3 separate regions of the Mus musculus genome follow, and regions 1 and 3 are each linked to region 2. The links are chromatin contacts, called in public HiChIP or PLAC-seq maps. All regions are on one chromosome and are shown on one strand. The core of a region is the stretch at or near the end of the contact, and the rest is flanking DNA. Distances in the headings are between cores, read along the strand shown. Region 1 has its middle 23 kb from the start of Gm28888. Region 2 overlaps Sh3bp4 (SH3-domain binding protein 4). Region 3 overlaps Gm19589 (predicted gene, 19589).

Region 1 (4,653 bases), core at 613-3,112, 670 kb after region 2:
CTTGAGGTCACTGATAGGCTAGGTTGGCTAGCCAATGAATTATAGGGATCTACCCCAAGCTGGAATTACAGACACGAGTGTTGGCATTCCACACTTGGCTTCTTATTATCCAGAGATGCTGGGGAACTGATCTCAGGTCTTTATGCTTGTGTGGCCAGCACTTTACAAATGGAGATGTCTTTCTAACCCTCACTCCAAAGTTTTATACAAACAAACAAACAAAAACAAAAACTCAGCAAGATGTCCCTAGGATAATTGGCGCATGTTTTACATAAGCATGACCTTGAGGATTTGGTAAAACCCTGACTCCAGATACCACCTTGTAGTACAGTGTTTAGAAAGACCTGTCCAATGATGCAGTTGAGACACATTGCCTCAGTCCTAGAAAGAAACAAACAGCTTCAAAGGGACGATTTGACCATCAGCAGGAGCAGCAGATTGAGATATGGTTAGACTCTGTTTAGCTCCTTCAATTACTGCCCACAATATGCCAGCAAGCGTAAGGGACACTCACAAATATTCACAAGAAAAAAAAATTAGATGTCAATCAAGTGTACACCAAGGATCAGATCCTCACACTCCAGATGGACAGTTTCCCAGTCGTTCTTGCCGATTTCTTAAGGATACAGGTGCTGGAGGGCCAGGTAGGCTCTCGGAAAGAGCAGCAGAGATCCTTTTACTACACCAGAGCGGTTCTTACCCTTCTAGGCAACTTTAATACAGTTCCTCATGTTGTGGTGACCCCCAACCATAAAGTTACTTCATAGCTGTTATTTTGCTACTGTTATGAATCACAACGTAAATATCTGCTATGCAGGATATCTGATATGTGACCCCTGTGAAAGGATCATTCGACTCCCCTTCCCCGCCAGGTTGAGAAGCACTGCTTTGCCAGTCTGTTGAAGACTGAGTGTGAAATCTCCACAGCACCCCTGTCTGGAGCACTTAGACCTGATGTTCTGTAGCTCAGTATTTGCTTTTAGAGCTCGGATCAACACAAGAAAATGTCAAAGAAGCACACTCATAATCCACAGTTGGCGCCCAAACCAGATGTGACAGATATGAGCTCATGATGGCTAAAATACATAGGAAGGGTAACCCAGACGGCCTAAGTACTAGGTTGTGCCTGGCTGATGGAAGGCCCATTTTACACTCCCAAAGAAGGGACTTGTCATCACTGTTATATGAATGAGTCGCCGAGTTATTATGTCTTGTACTAACTAGCATAAAATAATATTTACAGAAATTACAGTCTTTTGAGGGCTAGGCTTCCTGCAGGAGAGGTATGCACTGTGCCGAAGTGAAGGGTGTGACCTGTGTTCCAGGAATTCCTCACTCAGAACAGACTCTCCAAATGTGTGTTCAAGTGTATTTAATTTGTATTTATTGTAGTTCCATTTGCAAACATTAAATAGTTTATGAGAGAAGGCTGGCTGACTTCTTTCTACCACAGAGCAATATACTGCTGTGAGGGAAAATAGTTATGACATAATTAGAGTTATTAGCTTCCTCGTGTAACAAATCACCCAGACCTGAGTGGCATGGAGCAGTCAGAATGGATATGGGGGTGTGACTCGCTGCTAGAACTGTGCTTAAGGGTAGTGTCAGCTCCTGGACTTGCCCACAGAACCACACACACTTTCCAGTTGAGCCATGGCCTAGTTAACAGAACCCGCTGGAAGCTGCAAGCCCTACTCTTTCTTGTCACACAGCTAGGGCTAAGGCAGCCAATCCTGTCACATAGAGCCCCAGGCTGAGCAGGCCCCAGGGCGGCCAGGAAGCAGCCCCCTGGGCACCAGCTTTGTGTTTCTTTCCAGGTGCCAGGTGACGCACAAGGCCATTACCTTCACAGTACCTTGTTCAGAGACAGACAAGGTTCAGGTTTCCTACCTGTCTTGGTTTTGTTTGCCCATCAGAGCCGAGACTGTTTGGCCTTTGGGGTGCCAGTTCTTTGCTGGGTGGGAGCCAAGGGAGTGTCTGTTTGGATAACAGGACAAAGAATGCTGAGGTTGTGGGCAGAAGAAGAAAACCTGCAGGTCTCCCAACTGTGGCTGATGTTAGAGGGTGAGAACCACAGCCCATTAGAAGAAAGCAGAAAAAGCTGCAAGGTTGAGCAGGGTCCTCTGGGGCACACATCCTCACCCCTCCCATGTAATGTTCCTGTGGTGATCGAAGAGGGCCGTGGCAGTTGGGTAGGCCAAGGAAGATTCTTAGGCTACTAGATGGCTGTATAGGTTGCCAAGTGGGCCTACCAGGGCTTTGCAGAAGTAGAGGAGCCCCTGGTGACCAGAGAGGCCTGTGCAGTCCTCAGAGATGCTCTTGTCTCCCTATCTTCACATCTATCAGAGGACAGCAACCCACTGTTCAGTATCATTGTTATTTTTAATATTTATTTTTGGTTGGAATTATTCATGTTGTATGCTGTGTGTCTGTGTGTCCACATTGGAGTGTAGTACTTGCAGACCCCAAAAGAGGGTGACAGATCCCCTAGAGCTGGAGTGAGAGGCAGTTTGTAAGCCATCTGACATGGGTCCTGGGAATGGGACTATGCCTGAGCAGTGTATGCTGTCAGCCACTAAGCTATAGATCTGCCCACCCTCCCCTTATTTTGAGAAGAAGGAAGACATAATGTAGACACCCAAGGCATTTGTCCATGATCCTCCTCTTTTTTTTTTTTTTTTTTTGTTGTTGTTGTTGTTTTTCAAGACAGGGTTTCTCTGTATAGCCCTGGCTGTCCTGGAGCTCACTTTATAGACCAGGCTGGTCTCGAACTCAGAAATCCGCCTGCCTCTGCCTCCCGAGTGCTGGGATTAGAGGCGTGTGCCACCATGCCCAGCGATCCTCCTCTTATTACAGTGAAAGGCAAGTGCTTCTCTAAGGCATCCTTACCGGTAATGCTTGCTGTTCCATATGATTATTTTAATAATGAAATGATGTAGCTGGACATATAGATCAATGGGTAGAACGATTGCCCAGTGTGGAGGTTTGAATGAGAATGGCTCTCATAGGTGCATATGTTTGAATGTTTAGTCCCCAGTTGTAGACTCTTTGGGAAGGATTAGAAGGTGTGGCCCTTTTGGAGGAGGTGTGTCACTGGGAATACACTTTGCACTTTCAAAAGACCATGCCAGATCCAGTCTCCCTCTCTACGCCTCCAACTTGTGGGTCAGGATATAAGCTCTTAGCCAGTAGACTAACATCATGTCTGTCTGCCTGGTGGCATGCTCCCTGCTGTGGGATTATACACTCACCCTCTGAAACTAAGCAAGCACTCAATTAAATGTTTTCTTTAATAAGTTGTCTTGGTCATGATGTCTCTCTTTTTTTTTTTTTTTTTTTTTTTTTTGGTTTTTCGAGACAGGGTTTCTCTGTATAGCCCTGGCTGTCCTGGAACTCACTTTGTAGACCAGGCTGGCCTCGAACTCAGAAATCCGCCCGCCTCTGCCTCCCGAGTGCTGGGATTAAAGGCATGCGCCACCACATGATGTCTCTTAACAGCACTAGAAAACTTACTAAGACACCTAGCATGTGATTTCTTAGTACTGAATAAACCGGGTCAGGTGATACGTGCTCAGAATTCCAGCATTCAGGAGTTAGAGGTGAGGGGCTCATTCGAGACCATCCTCAAGCTACATAGTGAGTCAGAGGCCAGCCTAGGCTACACAAAACCCTTTCTCACAAAGGGGAAAAAGGAGTGGCCTGCTTGTATCACCTATAAAGTGCCCTCATGGCCTGGAGCTTTTAATAAACCAAGCTGTCTGGTGGTTCCACTGTAATTGTGGTAGGCTAAATAACTCCCTCCTAACCTTCAAAGATGTCCATGTGCTTGGCCTCATACTGAAAACACTGCAAATACATCACTGCATTCATTGCAGAGCTGTCATTGCAGAACACCCTGTGTGGCTCAAGCAATAGCAACCCATTTTATTACAGAGCCTAATACTAGAAGCCCAAGGTCAGGGTGTTGGCAAGTCAGGTTTTTTTCTAGAGCCTCTCCTTGGTGTGCAGGCAGCTACCCTCTCTTTCGCATCTCCACAGGTCTGTGTGTGTGCTCATGCCTTAATCTCTCTTTCTTATAAGGACACTGGTTTTTCTGCATTAGGACCCTCTTATATGACGTCATGGGTCTCCATTGCTCCTTCAAAGACCACGTCAAGTCTTGAGATTTCCGTGTAGGAGTTTTGGGCAGAACATAATCCAGTTACCTTAGATGATAAACAGAGTTTGCCAGGTTTAAAGAACTTGAGGCAAGCCTGGCATGGTGGCGCATGCCTTTAATCCCAGCACTTGGGAGGCAGAGGCAGGAGGATTTCTGAGTTCGAGGCCAGCCTGGTCTACAAAGTGAGTTCCAGGACAGCCAGGGCTATACAGAGAAACCCTGTCTCGAAAAAAATAATAAATAAATAAATAAATAAATAAATAGCTCAGGAGAGAGAGAGAGAGAGAGAGGAGATGGTTGGAGGGAGAGAGGAAGAAAGAGGGGGACAGAGGCAGAGGCTAGAGTTGGTGTTGTGTAGGCAGAGGATGGCCAATGGGCTCCTGAATGCAGGTACCTAAGAGAACTGAAAAGGGCAAGGCTCTGAGTCTCCCTAGAACATTCCGCATAGAAACCATTGTGTCAGCACTGAGATTTTCATACAGCGATTCCCTTTC
Region 2 (4,907 bases), core at 1,612-4,111:
CAAAACGGGCAAGCATTTGCCCTGTGTGGGGTACTGGGAGTCACACAGGGCTGCAGTGGAGTACGCTGGAGGATGTAGGTCATAGTCAATGCGGCACGGAGGTTCACACTGGATAGTCTGAAGGGGTCCTGGGTCTCATCGCCCACCCCGTGGCTCCCAGGTGAGCTGTGCACCCCATCCCATTCATGTGCTGCTCCTAAGAGCCAGTCTGCTCCATCTGCTCTAAACACTGAGCAGACAGGGAACTCTGGGCACAGGGCCTGGGAATGAAGTGTCTCTCAATGGACTGGAAGGGTCTCCCATGTCCAAGTATATTTCATCAAGACATTCTAAGGCCCTTAATATAAACAACACTGGAATTTTTCTTCCTCTACAGCCCAACAGCTGCCCCCCCCCCCAGCCTCAAGTATGATTAGAATGTCTTCCCTGTCCCCAGGGCACACCTGCTTGAAAAGGCTGTCACATGGGCGGCCTCTTATAAACAGTAAGTAGGCTTAGGTTCCTTTCCTGTCTCCCCCCACCCCAGTCCCCCACTCCACCCCCACTGATCTTGCCCACCTTCAGCTGAAGTCCTTTACTGACTGAAGATGCACAGATTTTGTGGCTGTCTCAAGGCAGAGGTTTTGGAAGACACCAAGAACAACCTCCCGTAGCCACTGCTGGCCTCAGGCCTCCTTGATCACCTGCCAGAAACTGTGAGGTCACACCTGACCCCCAGAGAGGCCCACAGGCACCCAAGGGAGAGACTTGGCACTTGAATGTCAGATGGAGATGGTCTGAGCCGGCTGAGGGTTTCATGCTGGCCGGGCTATGGGCATTAATTACTTTGACTCTGTCTGGGAGCCACTATCTCCTGCTCTATGTCCTGATCCTAACCCACAGCTCAAGAGTGAGCCCATGACTTTGTCCCATAATGCCACACCTCCTAAGGGTCCTATCACCCCTCAGTGGTACCCCAGGCTGATAGTCAAGCCTTCAACACATGGGGCTCTAAGGGGCATTCAAGATACAAGGTACATAACACAAGCTCAAAATTTGTTAGTGACTCTCCACGATGCATAAACTGGTTTTCTAAAGAAAAAGTCGATAGGCAAGCCACCATACATTGATAGAACCCTCCTTTTAGACCATTTAATTTCTTAATTGTATATTTGACATTTAAAGACATTTACCATCCCAATATTAACTTCACCTGTTAATTTCTACTCTGTGGCTCCTTGTGGTTCTCCAAACAGGTCCGTGATGGGATCAGGGATGTGGCACATGCCCAATGACTCCTGTGGCCTCCCAGGTACAGACTAAGAAGTGAGTTAAGGTACCCTGGAGGGCACACAAACCCGGTGGAATTCTAGGCCTGGGCTTTTCTATTTCACACTAACCCCCTGAGCTAAGCCGGAATGAGGCCCTCTCAGAGGCCTATTTTCTCATCTGTAAAATGGGCAGGGAACACAGAGAGCCCTGGGGCCTAAGAAAATTCAAAAGGAGCAGGTGATCATCAAAGCTGCAGGGGACTCTGAGCCACACGCTGGTGTGGAGCTGGTGTGGACCGTAGAGGGGGATGACGTAGTGGGAGAGGACAGGACACACCGGACAGACAGAGAGCTCAGGCTCTCCATGACCTCAGGCTCCCTGCTTGTTCTTACCTGCTGGGCTGAGCTCTGAACTGTCTCAGGTTAGAGAGCACGAGTTAGACAGACTCCCTGGTAGACAGACTAGAGGGAGGGGGAGCGCATGGCTAGGTAATAAAGGTGTCGAATTTCAAGAGGAGGGTTCCTCACCTCCCCACTCCAGACTTGAGACAAAAGCCTGGTAGCCTAAAATAAAAGTCCTGGAGGCTTTGGTCTCCCTTCCCTGCTGAAGGTCCACCTCAGCAAATTCAAGGCTAGGTCAGGACAGGTCACATAACAGTTGTGGGCCCACCAACATTCATCATACCTGTCTTCAAACTAACTAACCCTAAATTAGGGGAGAGAAAACTTCAGACAGACAGACAGACAGACAGACACACACACACACACACACACACACACACACACACACACACACACACACAGCCCTAAAGAGACTGATATCCCTTTGCAGGCATAAAGACATGCGGCTTTACAGACAGAGGGCCTTTTCTCTGTGTGCCTGCTGCATGCCTGTGTTTCTAACCTCATAAAACCCTTCCTTCAACTGCTGACTCTCCCTGCTCCTGTTTGCAGTGTTTCTACAATTTCTACAATGTTACCTGTGGTGCTTAAGACTTTTCCCGCCTTTTAACGAACCTATCAAGCAAGACCCCTATCTATCTATCACAGGTACACGGGCTGGTCACACTGGCCTCAAAGATGACTTGAACACTGCCCCCATCACTTTGAGCAGCAATATGCATGGTCATAGGGCAAAAGATTTTCAACTGGAACCAACTGGGGTCAGGAGCAGGCTAAGCTTTTGCACCTTATATAGCAGGTGTTCTAAGTAAACAACAGAAATGGCAGCGCAGCACTTTGGGCATCGAAACGCTGGGCAGCTCTCTATCACAATGACCTCTGAGCCAATCAGGCTATGAATATAAACACTGAGAACATGGGACAGTTGTTTTCCTGGGACAAAAATCACAGGAACTGACCACTATGTATCACAGCCACCAAGTGTTGGGCTTTCTGAGTGCTGTGATGACTGACGGGGAGTCCCTGAACTGCACCCAAAGATATATCATCTCGGGGTAAGCACCCTTTGCCTACCTCAGCACACTGGGTTCTCAGGTAGGAGACACCAAGGCCCACTGGCTCGCCTGAGATGACAGAGTCACCCCAGGGCACCTCCTATTTCCTCTTCCCTAACATCTCGCTGGCCCTGTGCATCTGGCAGAGCGCCAGAAAAAGCAAACCACACAAATACCACCCAGGAAAGTGCTGGGGCCAAAGAGCAGTCGCACCCTTTAGTCTCCTCCAACACAGATCAGAATAGGGCCTGCTCAACCAGCCTCGACCCGAATAACCAAGAGCAGTAAGGCTGAAGAGGGAGAGCAGAAGCAGCCCCCTGCCCCATTTCCTGTTGCACAACCCTCTGGAAACCACTGTGTTCACCCAGAGAGAATCAAGCCACAGCCACCCATAGTAAATTCAGAGCCCTTCCCCCCCCAAGCCCCCAATGCCAGGCCAAAAGAATGTGTGGAATGTGGATGGCTCTCAGCTTGTTTCCACAACCCAAACACATCACCATCCACAGGGCAAGGAACTGCACTTATAAGGAAAAGGCCTGCTGCTGGCCACTTCCTGGGCATTAAACCCCCAGACCTCAGGAGCCTGAACACTGACCCCAGCCAGGGCTGACAGCTCCTGCATACTTTGTGGTATCCCAGGACACCCAGGCACTCTCCCTACCCTAGTGCACATGTGGACTCGAACACAGACAAGACAAAAAAGATCAGCAGAGACGTAGAAACAAATACCAAGGAGCTTTCTTGGCTTCACAGAGGGCACCGTGGATTTAAAGAAAATGCCTGAACAACTCTTGTAGCCAGCAGTGGGCTTTATGAAAGTGCATATATGTTCCAGAATGGAAGATGACATGACCCAGCAGCTGGTCCTCAAATTGCTTTTGCAGCCTCCAGAGCAGGCACTCTGCACTCAGAGGTAGTAGCCAGAAAGACACAAGGTGCCGCCATGTCATGTGTAAATTCCTCCTCCACTGACTTTACTGGGGACAGTGACAGTCCTACCAGCAGTCAGATGGGAAAGATCAGAAACAAATCCAAGAACACAACACCATGTACCCACTAATCCTCTTCAGCCCTTCCTCCCGACACTCCTGGAAAGGGTGTGTGCGTGTGTGTGATCTCGAACCTCAGGGCCAATGGAACCAACTGCTCATCACTGGACTTGAGAAACTCATGTTAAAATAACAGCTCCTTTGTGCAAAGGCAGGACAGGCCACTGGCCCTGCCCCATGCTGTCACCAGAGACAGCAAGCTGCTGGGCTGGTTTGTCCATAGGACATGAATGGGAATTCTCAGAAAATAAACAGGAACGTGGCCATCCCGGAAACACACAGGTGCCAGCCTCAGGCAACTGACCTTTGCCGGCAGGGCTCACTGAACTGGAGAAGATGAAGGGGGGGTGGGTAATAAGGGAGGTGCTGGTGATACCTGTGAAAGGACACATCACCGGAAACTTCTGAAAGTTATTTCCCCTTGCTTCTGTGAATCTCTGTGTGCTGGAAGCCTTCCTCCTCTCTAACCCTGATATGCATTCACTGGCCTGTGCATCTCAGGCACCAAATGCTGCCCTACTGGGTAGAGGTTAAAGGGATCAACCTTATTAAGGGCCTGCTTACCTGCTGGGGGATGTTGGCCTCTTGATGTCAGAGGAAAAACTCCAAGACTCCACCTTCCATCCTCGAGAAGAGGGATGCCCTAGGAGACAGAAAGGGCAAGTGTGAGAAGATTCTGAGAGTCGACTCTGTTGTAAGTCTTTGCAGAGGTGGGGGTAGAGATAGACAGTTAGGCAGCAGATCCGTCACTGCAGGCCTCCCAGGCCTGCGCTGCTGGAAGGACACAGCAACCATCTCTGGGCTACCTCTGCTCCAGCCACTGGTTATTCTGCTCCAGCCACTGGTTATTATAGAGCAGCAGCCAAACCCAGGTAGATTCCAGCCCAATGGAGCAGGTGTGACACACCTCAGGTATCTCTGTGACACAGTGAGACAGCCACAGAATGACCACCAGCAAGGGCAGAGTTGATCACCATACACCATGTAAGATATGGTGGGGCTAAAGGCTTGAGTTCCCGACGCCATCTACCACACGTCAACTTTCAAGAACTGGGGTGCTTGTACGGCTGTGCACATTTATAGGAAAGCTGCTCTGGGCAGCGTAGGAGGAGAAGGGTCCATTCTGAGCACCTCCCTACCTCAAATGCCAC
Region 3 (4,704 bases), core at 1,154-3,653, 550 kb after region 2:
TTAAAAAGTTTTTATTAAAGTAACATACTTTCTAATCAAATGGAGAATAGGGAAAAATATAGATGCAAAAATAAAAATGAGCCTATCCAGTCTCCAGGATGTGACTCCATTGCCATTTTCATGTGGCTCCTTCCAAACCCTGAGGTAGTATTAGATATTTTACTCTGCAAGTAATATTTTGTTTTCTTCTGTAGCTGGGCATGTGACAGGAAGACTGAATCTCACACACTTTGTTTGATGGCTTTATCATGCACCCCGACCCCCACCTGTCCAGTGGTCATTTCTCAGAGCCTACCCGTTATGAACCATGACATTACAAAAGCTTATATATGAGGCTTAGTGGCTGGGGTGAAGTCCTGGAAGACGGATCACGAGGTGGAAGGGTCTAGGTTTAAGTTACTAGGATGGGACTATCACACCAGGCTATTACATGCTTGCTAGGGATCTGAGCTCAGAGCCTGATTGCATAGCAAGTGCTTTACTCTGGAGCCGTGTCTACAGACGCTGGTGTAGACACGTCACTGTTGTTTTTAATGTGCATCTATTTCATTACCAGAACAGCCGAACATCATGTGCATTTTTCACCGAAGTCTCTGAAGGGCCATTGGATCTGCAGTTCCTTTCCTTACCCATAGAGAACACGGTACCAGAAATACGACCAGAGGACCAATGGGGTCAATGATCACAATAAAGATGAAGGTGGACACCGGCCCACTTGAAAACCAGATCAGCCTTTGAAGAGCATTAGGATTCAATAATGTGCCTATCTCATCCTAGACAAGGTGCTAGAAAGGGCCTGTGGAGAGGTCAGTTGGGGAGCAGGTATTCCCCAGGAAGGGCTCGGTAGCAGAATAGGCTCCTCTGTTGTGCCTATGAACTACCTGTGGTTTTGTCCTGTTGCTGCTAAATGTGCTTGCAGCACATTTATCTTCTATCCGGGTTGGCTTGCCAAACTGATTCACTAAAGGCTATTTGCCTTTTCTCAGCCAGGCTTACAGGGTTTTTCAAAAACTGTTTCAAAGGAGCAAGTGGCAACAGTTGCTGGCATCTTTGATTCCATTGTGCTTAAGGATCTCCGTGGTCCATCCATTGAGCCCTGCACATTGCGAAATTCTCGAGCAGCCCCAGTGTGAGGAAGGAGCCTGGCTTACACAGAGACGATGTCAGTTGCCAAGAACACAAATGGTGTAGGGTCAGGTGGTATGACTCAGGCCAGCACCTCAAAAGCCAGGTCACCCTGAAGTCAAGAGCTGTGACTCAGTGGCTCACATTCCCGAGTCAAGCATTTGGGAAATGAGAGCATTTATTTGGGTTTCTAGCTGCTGTTCCGGAAAGTGTGCTCGAGGTTGCTGATAACGGCTTCTGCAGCAGATTCCAATTTAGGGATGATGAAAAAGCTCCAGGGAGGCCAGGACTCATCACAATACTCTGCTCCGAGAGACATCAAAGGCCACCTGGATTCATCTGTCTGCCTAGAGGCACAGCTGTTCCCAAGAAGAGTCTCATGCTTGATGCTGTTGTTGGTGGTCCTTTCCCCTCCCCGTTCCATTTTGTTTACTTAGTTTTAAAAGCAGGCTGTATTGCTGAAATAGTAAAAAAACAAAACAAACTGTAGTCATTGGGCCAGCTCACCAGTTGAAGGTGTCTGCTGCTAAGACTAACCACTTGAGTTCGATTTCCTAGTACCCATGTGGTAGGAGGGAACTGACAGCTACAAGTCTTCCTCTGACTTCCACAAGTGTGTTCGCTCGCACGTGCACACACACACACACTCTCTCTCTTTCTCTCACACACACACGTATACACTCACACATATACATTCACATGCACACTCACATACACACTCATACAAACTCTCACACACAGACTCACATGCAGATACACACTCACATACATACACACATAGTCATGTGCACACTCTCACACACACATACAAACATTCACACATACACACATACTCTCACACCACATACACACTCATGTACATACACACTCTTATACACACACACTCACACATACATACATACTCACATACCACATACACACTCACCCACATACCCCTACACACCCCCATACACACTGAATTCTTAAAAGAAAAAAAAAACAGTCATCTATTTAAAAATAGTTTATAGCTACCATTCATTAATCTTCTAAATGATAGTACTCACATACTCTTAACTGCTCTTGTCTGGTGTGGTGGCACAGACCAGCAATGCCTGTAGCCTCAGCATTTGAGAGTTTGCAGCATGAGAAGCCAGAGTTTGAGAGCCTGGAGTGCATAATAAGACTGTCTAAAACAAACAGAACAAGTAAATAATGAGCAAATGGAATAACATTAATGAAACCATTGCTGTGTAAATAACAGCAAGTACTATCGCTTGTGAATGTGCCAGGAATGTAGCTCATCTCCACGAACCCTTACAAAGTTCCGTGTTGCTCTTACTGCTGTTTTACAGGCGAGGAAGCCGGGGCAAAGGCAAGTTACTAAGTTGTTAAAAACACATGGTTTGCACACCTCTGAGAGGAATCCCAGCTTTCATGAGAGCCAAAGCCCATGCTCTGTGCTGTTGGGGCAACTCAAGCGCACAGTCATGCTCTTTGCTTAAATAAACACGACTAACATGAAGAAGTGATACAGATCCCGAGAGTTCCCCAGAGTCAGGGACCTTCACGGGGGCTCAGCCCACAGGAGGAGCTCGGCTGGCAGTGATCCATGTGTGTCCCAGCCTTTCCAGAGGAGAGTGGCTGCACTGTTTCTCTGCTTTTCCTTTGATCTTGCGAGCCAATCCCTGTGCAGGCTCATCCTGCTCTCTCTCCCCCTGGAGCTGCTAAGCTGAGACAGAGAACAGATACTAGATCATGGATCATGGTGGATCTTCTCAAGCAGTCAGAGCTCCCGTGTCTGCCCAGGGAGCCAGAGGGTCCTGGTGGCTTTGAACCCTTGCCCATTCCCAAGAACACGAAGAAATCTTCCTTTTTTTTTCTAGAAAGGAAAGGTCAGTAAGTTTATGCTCAATATCTTCAGCTCATTCTTTTCTGTCAATACTAATTTTATTTGCTTTGTATTTATTCCTCTATATTTACCACTGAGAGCCCCAGAGAATGAAAGGACATCAGAATTCCTCCAGTTCTTTGTACTGAAGTTGCAATTGGTGGGGAAATCAGTGCCTGGCAGATGGCTATCAGGCTTAATTATTAATCCATAGCAAAGATTTTGGAACAATCAGGGATGACATTATCTCTCCCAGTTCCTTGAGGGCATTAGGGAAGGATCCAGGGGCTGGTCTCTCATATAGTGTGGGTGGAGGATGGACTGGAACAGTGAAGTCTGTAAGAGTTAGGGTGAGCTGGGTCCCCATTAGACCTCTGGAACCTTCCTCCCATTTCCCCAGTGTTTTAGCTTCATTTCCTGTTGCTGGGATGAAATATCACAACAAAAGCAACTTAAGGGAGAAAGGTTTATCTGGCTTACAGTTCCAGGTTACAGATCACCACTGTAGGGAAGCCAAGGAAGTAGGAACTCTTCTTACAACTGACTGTTCACATCAACCCACAGTCAAAAGCAGAAAGCAGTGAATGAATGTATCCCCTTGTTCAGCTCACTCCCCACCTCCAACCCCCGGCCACTTTCTAGGGAATGGTGTCACCCATAGTGGCTCACACACAGGCCAACCTGATCTAGACAATTGCTCTTTGAGACTCTTTCCCCAGGTAATTCTAGTCATGTCAAGTTGTCAATTAAAACTAACTAGCACAACCAATAAGGGCCAAGGTTTGGGCTTTCACAGAACATGGTAGGACCAGGAAGTTGAACTTTCTATATGGTGCCTTCAGGCTGTGCTTAAGGGTTCTAGTTAGCAAGGCAGAAGTTGCAAGAGAGGGTAAGTGAGATGATGTCATAGCTGGCTTTGGAACATACAGTTTCTTCTAAGGCCATTTATTCTCTTCTGGAGATCTAGAAAGCCTGTGTGGTGCTCTTCAGAATGAGAAGAGAGGGTGGGCATAAGGAAGACTCAGGTTGAGGAAGGTCAAGTAAAGCCAGATCTTGGATGAAGTAGAAGAGTCTCATGGGCCCCAAATTTAAGGAGATGTCCTCTTGCAAAACCATGAAATGAGTGCTGTGTGCCCCACTGCACACTGGCACTGAAGAAATGGGAAGAAGAAACATACATGAGTTGAGGAAGGGTAAGGTACTTCCATGGCAGAAACTCCAAGAGGCTAATGGGATGCATAGGCTCCTTGTCAGTACCCTGAGGTGATGTGCATCAATAAGCCTTCGTGAGGCATCGTGGAAAATGACTGAAGGAGAACACGTGCCTGTTGCATCTGTCCCTCACATAGGCTATTTAATTTCTTCTTTTAGCCTTCACTGTATTTAGAGGGAAAACTATATTTGGGTTAGTAGAATAGGGGTTAAAAGCATAATGGAGAAAAGTTATGTTTATGAGGAGAATGAGTCAGGGTATCAAAGGTGAGGAAACTACCCATGATTCTTGCAACTATGTCACAAGACAAAGCTCAGGTTCCATCAAGACAGTCCTTTGGAAGGGGAAGAGACATGGAGCCACCCAGATGACATGGGCAGGTGATGAACTAGAACGGGAACCAAAATGATGGAAGAATAAATTATCTCACCTTACCTGTGGACAGGGTGATCCTGACCAATCTAGTTTCAACACCTTAATAGCATGTCACCTACACTTA

Evidence for each region. HiChIP or PLAC-seq counts read pairs in DNA pulled down with a chosen protein or histone mark.
Region 1: a contact with region 2 is called in a FOXA1 HiChIP or PLAC-seq map of pancreatic cancer cells. The contact joins two enhancer-like sites. A contact is called at or near these places in 4 of 115 datasets of contacts at active chromatin or transcription factors (embryonic stem cells, epiblast stem cells, extraembryonic endoderm stem cells and 1 more) and 1 of 9 other capture datasets (embryonic stem cells).
Region 3: an HNF4G HiChIP or PLAC-seq map of pancreatic cancer cells shows a contact between it and region 2. The contact joins two enhancer-like sites. A contact is called at or near these places in 3 of 115 datasets of contacts at active chromatin or transcription factors (embryonic stem cells, extraembryonic endoderm stem cells and pancreatic cancer cells) and 1 of 9 other capture datasets (embryonic stem cells).

The regions. Positions count from the first base shown.
Region 1 is chr1:88,434,595-88,439,247 of GRCm38.p6, reverse strand. No RefSeq gene overlaps it. Among named protein-coding and RNA genes, the nearest start is that of Gm28888, 23 kb to the left of the region's middle. Within about 2 kb of position 1,862, at least 46 of the 459 cell types and tissues checked have an H3K27ac peak or open chromatin away from gene starts, as enhancers often do. A contact at or near this core is called in pancreatic cancer cells, where this site is marked.
Region 2 is chr1:89,106,750-89,111,656 of GRCm38.p6, reverse strand. Sh3bp4 (SH3-domain binding protein 4) reads right to left here. Exons shown (of 6, transcript NM_133816.3): 2 at 4,321-4,399. Among named protein-coding and RNA genes, the nearest start is that of Gm34331, 5.6 kb to the right of the region's middle. Within about 2 kb of position 2,861, at least 148 of the 459 cell types and tissues checked have an H3K27ac peak or open chromatin away from gene starts, as enhancers often do. A contact at or near this core is called in pancreatic cancer cells, where this site is marked.
Region 3 is chr1:88,557,455-88,562,158 of GRCm38.p6, reverse strand. It overlaps Gm19589 (predicted gene, 19589), which reads right to left. Exons shown (of 6, transcript NR_037971.2): 5 at 2,169-2,291; 6 at 1-1,583. Among named protein-coding and RNA genes, the nearest start is that of Gm19589, 8.3 kb to the right of the region's middle. Within about 2 kb of position 2,403, at least 66 of the 459 cell types and tissues checked have an H3K27ac peak or open chromatin away from gene starts, as enhancers often do. A contact at or near this core is called in pancreatic cancer cells, where this site is marked.